2 separate regions of the Mus musculus genome follow, and region 1 is linked to region 2. A link is a contact called in public HiChIP or PLAC-seq data. All regions are on one chromosome and are shown on one strand. The core of a region is the stretch at or near the end of the contact, and the rest is flanking DNA. Distances in the headings are between cores, read along the strand shown.

Region 1 (3,216 bases), core at 8-2,507, 78 kb after region 2:
AGGTGCAGAGAGATTTAGGGTCATAGGGAAAAAGCCTCTCTTCCCTTTAAAGTTGTTCACATTACTGCTGGGTTACAGTAGTAATGTTTTGAGTAAGTATATATACTTAGACTTATTGACAGCTATGCACAGTTACTCAAACTTGCCAATTCCTGGACTGAGAAGTTAGCTAGAGACTTTCTTAGGCAGTGTAGATCTCTGCTTTGTATCCTTAAAAGGAGACTTTTTTTCTGAGCTTTCTGGCTTTTTGAGGTTGTTTATACTTAAGTTTCTCAGTCTTTAGTTCTTTTTTCTTTTGGTTGTATATGCATTTGCCCTTAATCTCATTGAAGGCAGGGACAAAATTATATGTTGTTCCTTTGCTTACCTAGGCCAATAATAACCCTAAGGGTGTCCTGGGGAAAGTCCATTTGGGTGGTACTTCATTGTGGGTTGTCCTCTGTAGGAGGACTGACAGAACTAATTCTAAGGCCCATAAGTAGTAGCAGCATGGGGACCTCCCTGCTGATTTATAGTTTCTGGTGAGATCTTTGTCCCCATCTTTATGGTGAGGAAGTTAAGAAGCATATGAAAGTATTTTCAGACTGCAGGAATGTGGGTGGAGAGGAAAAGAGAGGACCTAGTCAGATCCCAGAATCCATTGTAGAATGGGCTGATTTCCAGCCTGGGCAGGGATCTGGTGGCCCAAAGTGGGACCCTTTAGATTTGGAGTAAAGGGAAGGAGGGGAGGAGAGAGGAGAAAAAGGAAAATGAACAGGGAGAAGGAAGACTAGAGTGGAGGGGAGAGATCAGTAGAAGAATGTAAATGAAAACCATGGCATTTCTAAACTCTCCCTTAGGCTGGAGTAGTGTTGTTTGAATGGGTTTGACTTTATACTTTATCCATAGCCTCCTCTTCTTCTGGCCACCTAGCCTTTGTCCCTAAAGGTCAAGGCTAAAGGCCATCTTTATTCCTTTTTGCTTGAAGATTAGCATCTTCAAGCCTATTCTCATTTTATTCTTCCTGTGGCTAGAATCCCACCTGCTTTCTCACCCTCCCACACTTCCCTTTATCATGCAAGATCCAGTTCAGTCACCTCTTTAGAGGATCCATCCGACCCTTACCAGTTATGGGTTTGAATGAGGAATGTTACACATAGACTTGGGTATTTGAACACTTAGTTCCTACTTGGTTAAAGGAGGTTTAAGTGGTGCAGTCTTGCTAGAGGAAGTACATTACTGCGGTGGTACATGCTATGAGAGTTCTTCCTCACCATTCTTCCAGTTTGCCTTTTCTCTGCTATGTGCTTGTGATAAACCATGTGATCTCTCAGCTTCCTACTCCTTCTGCCATGCCTGCTACTTAGTACCTTCCCTCTGGAACCATAAGCTCTTCCATGCATAACTCTTCCATGCATTGTTTATGTTCATGGTATTTATCTCAACAGTAGAAAAACAATCTATTAATTTTTAAGGAAGGAAAATAGGCTTTGTTGTATGTACATAAGTGGAATTAACAAGAGTCTTTAGTCCTGGTCCTTTTCCTTAGGGGAATGTCAGCATTTTCCCCAGGAATAGAAGTCTATTGCCTGGCTGTCTTTGATTTGAAAAAGTCATCCAGATTGTGGCCTTGGAAAACTGGAACTCTTTGTTTTGAAGATTATAATGCATTGTATTAAAATCCTAAAAAACGTGCTCCAAACTCTAATGACCATGTGATGATTAGTTACTTGGTAGGATTTAGAATCACCATGGAATTACCTGGATGTATTTATGAGGGGTTTTCTACATTGGGTTAGTTGAGGTGGGAAGACTTGACCTAAATGAGAGTAGCACCATTTTGTAAGGCTGAGGTTCCCCAAACTGAAAAAAAAAAAAAAAAAGGAGAAAGGAAACTAACTGAGCAGCATGGCTCACGGCTCTCTGCTTCTGACTAGCTGCCTGATGTGACTGTTTCTGCAACTGCCTAGATGCAGTATAAGCAGCTTCACATTCTTGCCAACAGCCACAGTGGACTCTTCCCTCAGTGTGTGAACCCAAAGAAATCGTTTCTTTATGTTGCCTTTGTTAGATATTCTGTCATGGCAACAAATGACTAGTAGAGACCCAGACTTTCCAGGGTTTTTGCTGTGAAACAGTTGGGTTTAGTATTTTCATAATCAGCATCAAGTCCATTATTTAGCAAGTTTGTGTTGACAGAAGGTAAGCAGGAAGGGATGCAGCAAGAGTAATGGCATGGAGGGCTTTCTGGGAGCCAGATACTGAGCTGGTTTGTGATGGAAGCTGTCACTTGGCAGCGTATGAGATCATCAATGGTACCAGGAACAGTACCTGCCCTGAGATTCAGGTGGGGCTGTGGTATAGCACTCTGATTACAAGAATGTAACGAGTACATGGCTAGGCTTTGGCACTACTCTGAACTATGGTAGTTCCATGTGACATCTGCTCTGGTGAAGGACTCAAGCCCTACACTGGAATACACATAAAAAGGTCTTCTGAAAAGATTGGGATAGTCAGTGTGAGACTTTTTTTGGGGGAGAGACCTGGAGGCAAACAGGAGTTAGTAGGCAGAAAAGGCAGGAAGGCATAGGGAGGTTTAACATGCCTTTTCAGTCAGGCTGGCTTGTATAAATAAATCATAGTTCAGTCATGAACATGGAGTGTTATTTTGAGCTAGATTTTCAAACTCTGTCCCCAGTGGTTGAGTCTATAATATTGGAATGGTACTATACACACCAGGTAGGGTGGTGACAGATTAAATGTTGCAGATGTCATCACTGTTACAGTATGGAACCTTAGGGTGGCAGACCACAGCCAGGTGGTGGGGACCTTGGAAGGATAGAAAGTAGTGTAACATCTGCTGTGTGTCCTTTGTCAGAGCTTGTCAGGTTGCTTTGGGGTGTAGAATGGTGCATGTGTTTGTGTGCACATATGCTTGTGGAGGCCAGACGGTTGGGTAACTCTGAGTGTCTTCTTTTATTGTTATTGACTTGTCTTTTTTGAGATGGGGTCTTTCATTGAAGCTGGAATTTCATAAATCAACTAGACTGGCTGGCCAGTGAAGTCCAGGGATTTACCTGTTTCTGTTTCCTCAGCAATGGGTTTATAGGCACATTACCACATCTGAGTTTTTGATTGGGTACTGCAATCTGAACTCAGACTCTGATTGTATACCAATGACTTTACCTCCTCAGCACTCCATTTCACTTCTGTTAAAACTAATATTCAGAAAAACAA
Region 2 (3,386 bases), core at 131-2,630:
GGGACTTCAGCCTTACGGGGCGCCGCCGCGGAGGCGGAGGCCGAGGAGGCAGCCGGCTGCTGGGCTCCCTGGGCATCGGGGGGCTCGGACGCTGTGGCCTCATCCCCTTCAGAGCCACCGGGCTCCGCTCCCTCTTTCTCCTCTTCTGGCACCGGGTCCACCATAGCTGAACCTCGTTCTTTGTTGGAGTCCCTGAGATGACAGAGGGGCGGGGGGACATAGAGGATCTGTGAGCTGTTCCTCCCTCCTCAGCCATATTTACCCCTCCCAACTTAATCCGATTTCAGATTAGGCTCAGGGGCCTGATGGAACGTAAATCCTAAAACTGATGCCCCAAAAACTCAGGCTGGGCAGTTGCGGTGGGGGGACGCTGGGCCTTAGACAGCAGCCTCAGTCTCCCTCAGACCTAGAATGCAGGGCCTTTCAGGAGACCACATTGGCGTGAGGCCCACTAGCTGCATCCCCTTCCTGCAAAGATTGAAGTGCAAGGAAGGCTGCAGCCAGCGAGGGAGGCGCTGGAGGATTCCCCGGAGGATTAGCTATTTGTTTGTAGCTTAGGCGGGCTGCTGGGATGCAGCTTTGCAAGAACACAAAAGGGGAAGGGGCCTGTGCATGCCAAAGTGCATTGCTGCGAGGGCCCCAGTTGCCTAGGAAGAAGTTTATGGTTGATTTCTCTCTACCAAAAGGACCCGGAGCGCAGGGCCCCCGGGAGATGGAAGGGCTGAAAAGAGTCTCCAAAGGCTTCTCCGAGTGGAGTGATGGATTCTTTCTCCAGCCTCTCCAGCGGGGCTTGCTGGGAGCTCTCTGCCTTCCTCTTCCTCCAGCCCCCACCCGGTGTTTGCTCAAGATGCACAAGGCACCTGAATCCTCCCAGATGCACCCGATCTCCAAGGCCGAATGTGTAGTTAAAGGTACCATCAACCCCAGTATGGTGGACTCAGACATCAGCCGCTGATGCTCACCAGTTTCCGCACCGCATCTCAGGGGAGTGGGCTCTTAGAGCGCCGTAAACCCTGCCGCTCCATTCTGGGAGCTGCTAGGTCTCCGAGCGGGTTCACTTACCCCAGGTCCGGGCTCCGGCCCCCTTGCCGAGGGCTTTTGTTCGCCTCTCGCTGCTCTCCCCGGCGCCTCTTCAGTCCCTGCGCCGGCGGGGTCGGGTTACTGCCGGCTGCAGCAGCCAGCGTCTCTCCATGGGAGACTACGAACTGGGAGCACACATCCCAGACGCTACCTACCCGGGGGAGGGGGAGTGCGACAAAGTCTCCCTAAAATAACGTAGCTCTGCTCCCTTGCTCACAACTGATTCTTAAAAAAGGAAGCTGGGTTCTTCCCTCGCCTCTGCATCCATCTCCACCTCTACCGCCAAGGTACCGCAGGTCTCTCGCTGCTCCTGGCGCCTCCTGGTGGCCACTTAAGGGTATTCATTTCTTTGCTTAGAGGACGACAAAGCAATTAAAAATACAGTAACTACACATGTATGCATATAAATGAATGCATGCATACATACGTAATACAGAGAGATGTGGACATAGCAGTTATCACCAGAAATCTAGTCTTTGGGCACCTTAGGCGGGTACAATGAAGGAATCAGTATATTTCTCAAAGGGATCTTAAGCAGACCAACAAGTCAGCAAGTAATTGGGTAGAAAGAGGGCACCTGGTCCAAATAGTGATTTTTATTTATTTAAGGAAAGCTAAGATGGGAGAACGAATGAGAACAAAGAATGATGCCACATTATGAAATTGCCATTACCTTGTTTGCTCACCTAAATAACTAAAAACAGTCGACAAAAACACACGGGTTCAGGCGGCAGAACACAAGTGACCAGCGGATGCTGCTTCCGAGTCGCTAGTTTCATACGATGAGACTGATCCTGATCGATGCCATGTAATGAGTGCTTTTTGATGACACCTCATCCTACCCTTCCATCGTGAGTGGTAGTGGCCAAAGACATCCCAGATTAGAATCCTCCAAGGAATGGGGGGGGGGGGGAGGTGTAGCATTAGAGAGTGTGGTGAACTATGATGCTAAAGAATCCGAAGGGCTGGTTGGTGGTGATGCCCGCCTTTGATCCCAGCACTCAGGAGGCAGAGGCAGGTGGAGCTCTGTGAGTTCAAGACCAGCCTGAGCTACAGAGTTCCAGGACAGCCAGGGCTACACAGAGAAACTAAACAAGCAAACAAAGGAAACCATGAGGGGAAAGTAAAGTTTTTGTTTTGTTTTGTTTTGTTTTGTTTTGTTTTGTTTTGGAAAGGGAAGGTTTTGAACAAGGAAATAATGCCGCAGATAGACTTTTTAGGAACATAACTCTAGCAACAACAGGGCAAGGCCCAAGAGACTAAGGAAGCAGTTGGGGAGGCACTGCAGGTACCCAGCACAGGGAATGTTGGAACCAGAAAGGGAGCGGTGGTAGGAAAGGAGGAAGGTGGGGGTTTGTAAATACAGTGGAAGGAACCACACTCAAAGCTTGGCTCTAGTGTGTGAAGTGAGGGATCAAGGATGGCTGCCTGGAGCAGTGGGATGCTGAGACAGACAGACAGACAGACAGACAGACAGACAGACACGGAAAGCGTGGATCCAGGAGGGAAGATTAGCTGGTATGGAATGCCAGTTATGGGCAGTTGCCCCTCTCCGTCATTAGAGTAGGACCATCCAACAGGTGGCTGGTTAAGTCATACTAGAGGTCTGGACTGGAACTAGATCGAGGATGTCACCATCTATGTAAGGTCCCTGTGATGGCTAGTTTTCTGTCCACTTGACACATGCTAGAGTCATTTAAGAAGAGGTGACCTCAACTGAGAAAATGCACCCCCAGACTACTCTGAAGGCAAGACTTGCATTTTCTTAATTAGCGATTGATGAGGGGGTGCCTGCCCATTGTGGGTGGTTTCACCTCTGGTGATTCTGGAGTGTGTAAGAAAGCAGGCTGAGTAAGCGTTCAGGAGCAAGCCAGTAAGCAGCAGCCTCTCGTCTTCTTACCTTGAGTTCCTGCCCTGACTTCCGCTTTCTCTCTCTCTCTTTCTTCCTTTCTTTCTTTCTTCCTTTCTTTCTTTCAAGATTTATTTATTAGCCAGGTGTGGTAGCGCACGCCTTTAATCCCAGCACTGGGGAGGTAGAGGCAGGCAGATTTCTGAGTTCGAGGCCAGCCTGGTCTACAAAGTGAGTTCCAGGACAGCCAGGGCTATACAGAGAAACCCTGTCTCGAAAAACCAAAAAAAAAAAAAAATTTATTTATTATTATAAGTACACTGTAGCTGTCTTCAGATTTCAGATGCACCAGAAGAGGGCGTCAGATCTCATTATGGATGGTTGTGAGCCACCACGTGGTTGCTGGAATTTGAACTCAGGACCTTCGGAAAAGCAGTCAGTGCTCTTAACCACTGAG

Evidence for each region. HiChIP or PLAC-seq counts read pairs in DNA pulled down with a chosen protein or histone mark.
Region 1: an H3K27ac HiChIP or PLAC-seq map of embryonic stem cells shows a contact between it and region 2, with 6 read pairs. The contact joins the enhancer-like site here to the promoter of Ccdc177 in region 2. A contact is called at or near these places in 1 of 39 promoter capture datasets (macrophages), 1 of 15 datasets of contacts at CTCF or cohesin (the NIH/3T3 cell line), 3 of 484 Hi-C or Micro-C datasets (CD8 central memory T cells, liver and natural killer cells), 10 of 115 datasets of contacts at active chromatin or transcription factors (the HPC-7 cell line, bone marrow-derived macrophages, embryonic fibroblasts and 4 more) and 4 of 9 other capture datasets (adipose tissue, bone marrow-derived macrophages, embryonic stem cells and 1 more).

The regions. Positions count from the first base shown.
Region 1 is chr12:80,837,949-80,841,164 of GRCm38.p6, forward strand. The region is part of intron 2 of Susd6 (sushi domain containing 6); the gene reads left to right. Among named protein-coding and RNA genes, the nearest start is that of Susd6, 49 kb to the left of the region's middle. Within about 2 kb of position 1,258, at least 28 of the 459 cell types and tissues checked have an H3K27ac peak or open chromatin away from gene starts, as enhancers often do. A contact at or near this core is called in bone marrow-derived macrophages, embryonic stem cells and macrophages, where this site is marked.
Region 2 is chr12:80,759,335-80,762,720 of GRCm38.p6, forward strand. Ccdc177 (coiled-coil domain containing 177) reads right to left here and starts at 1,381. Exons shown (of 2, transcript NM_001008423.2): 1 at 1,063-1,381; 2 at 1-192. The coding sequence starts at 164.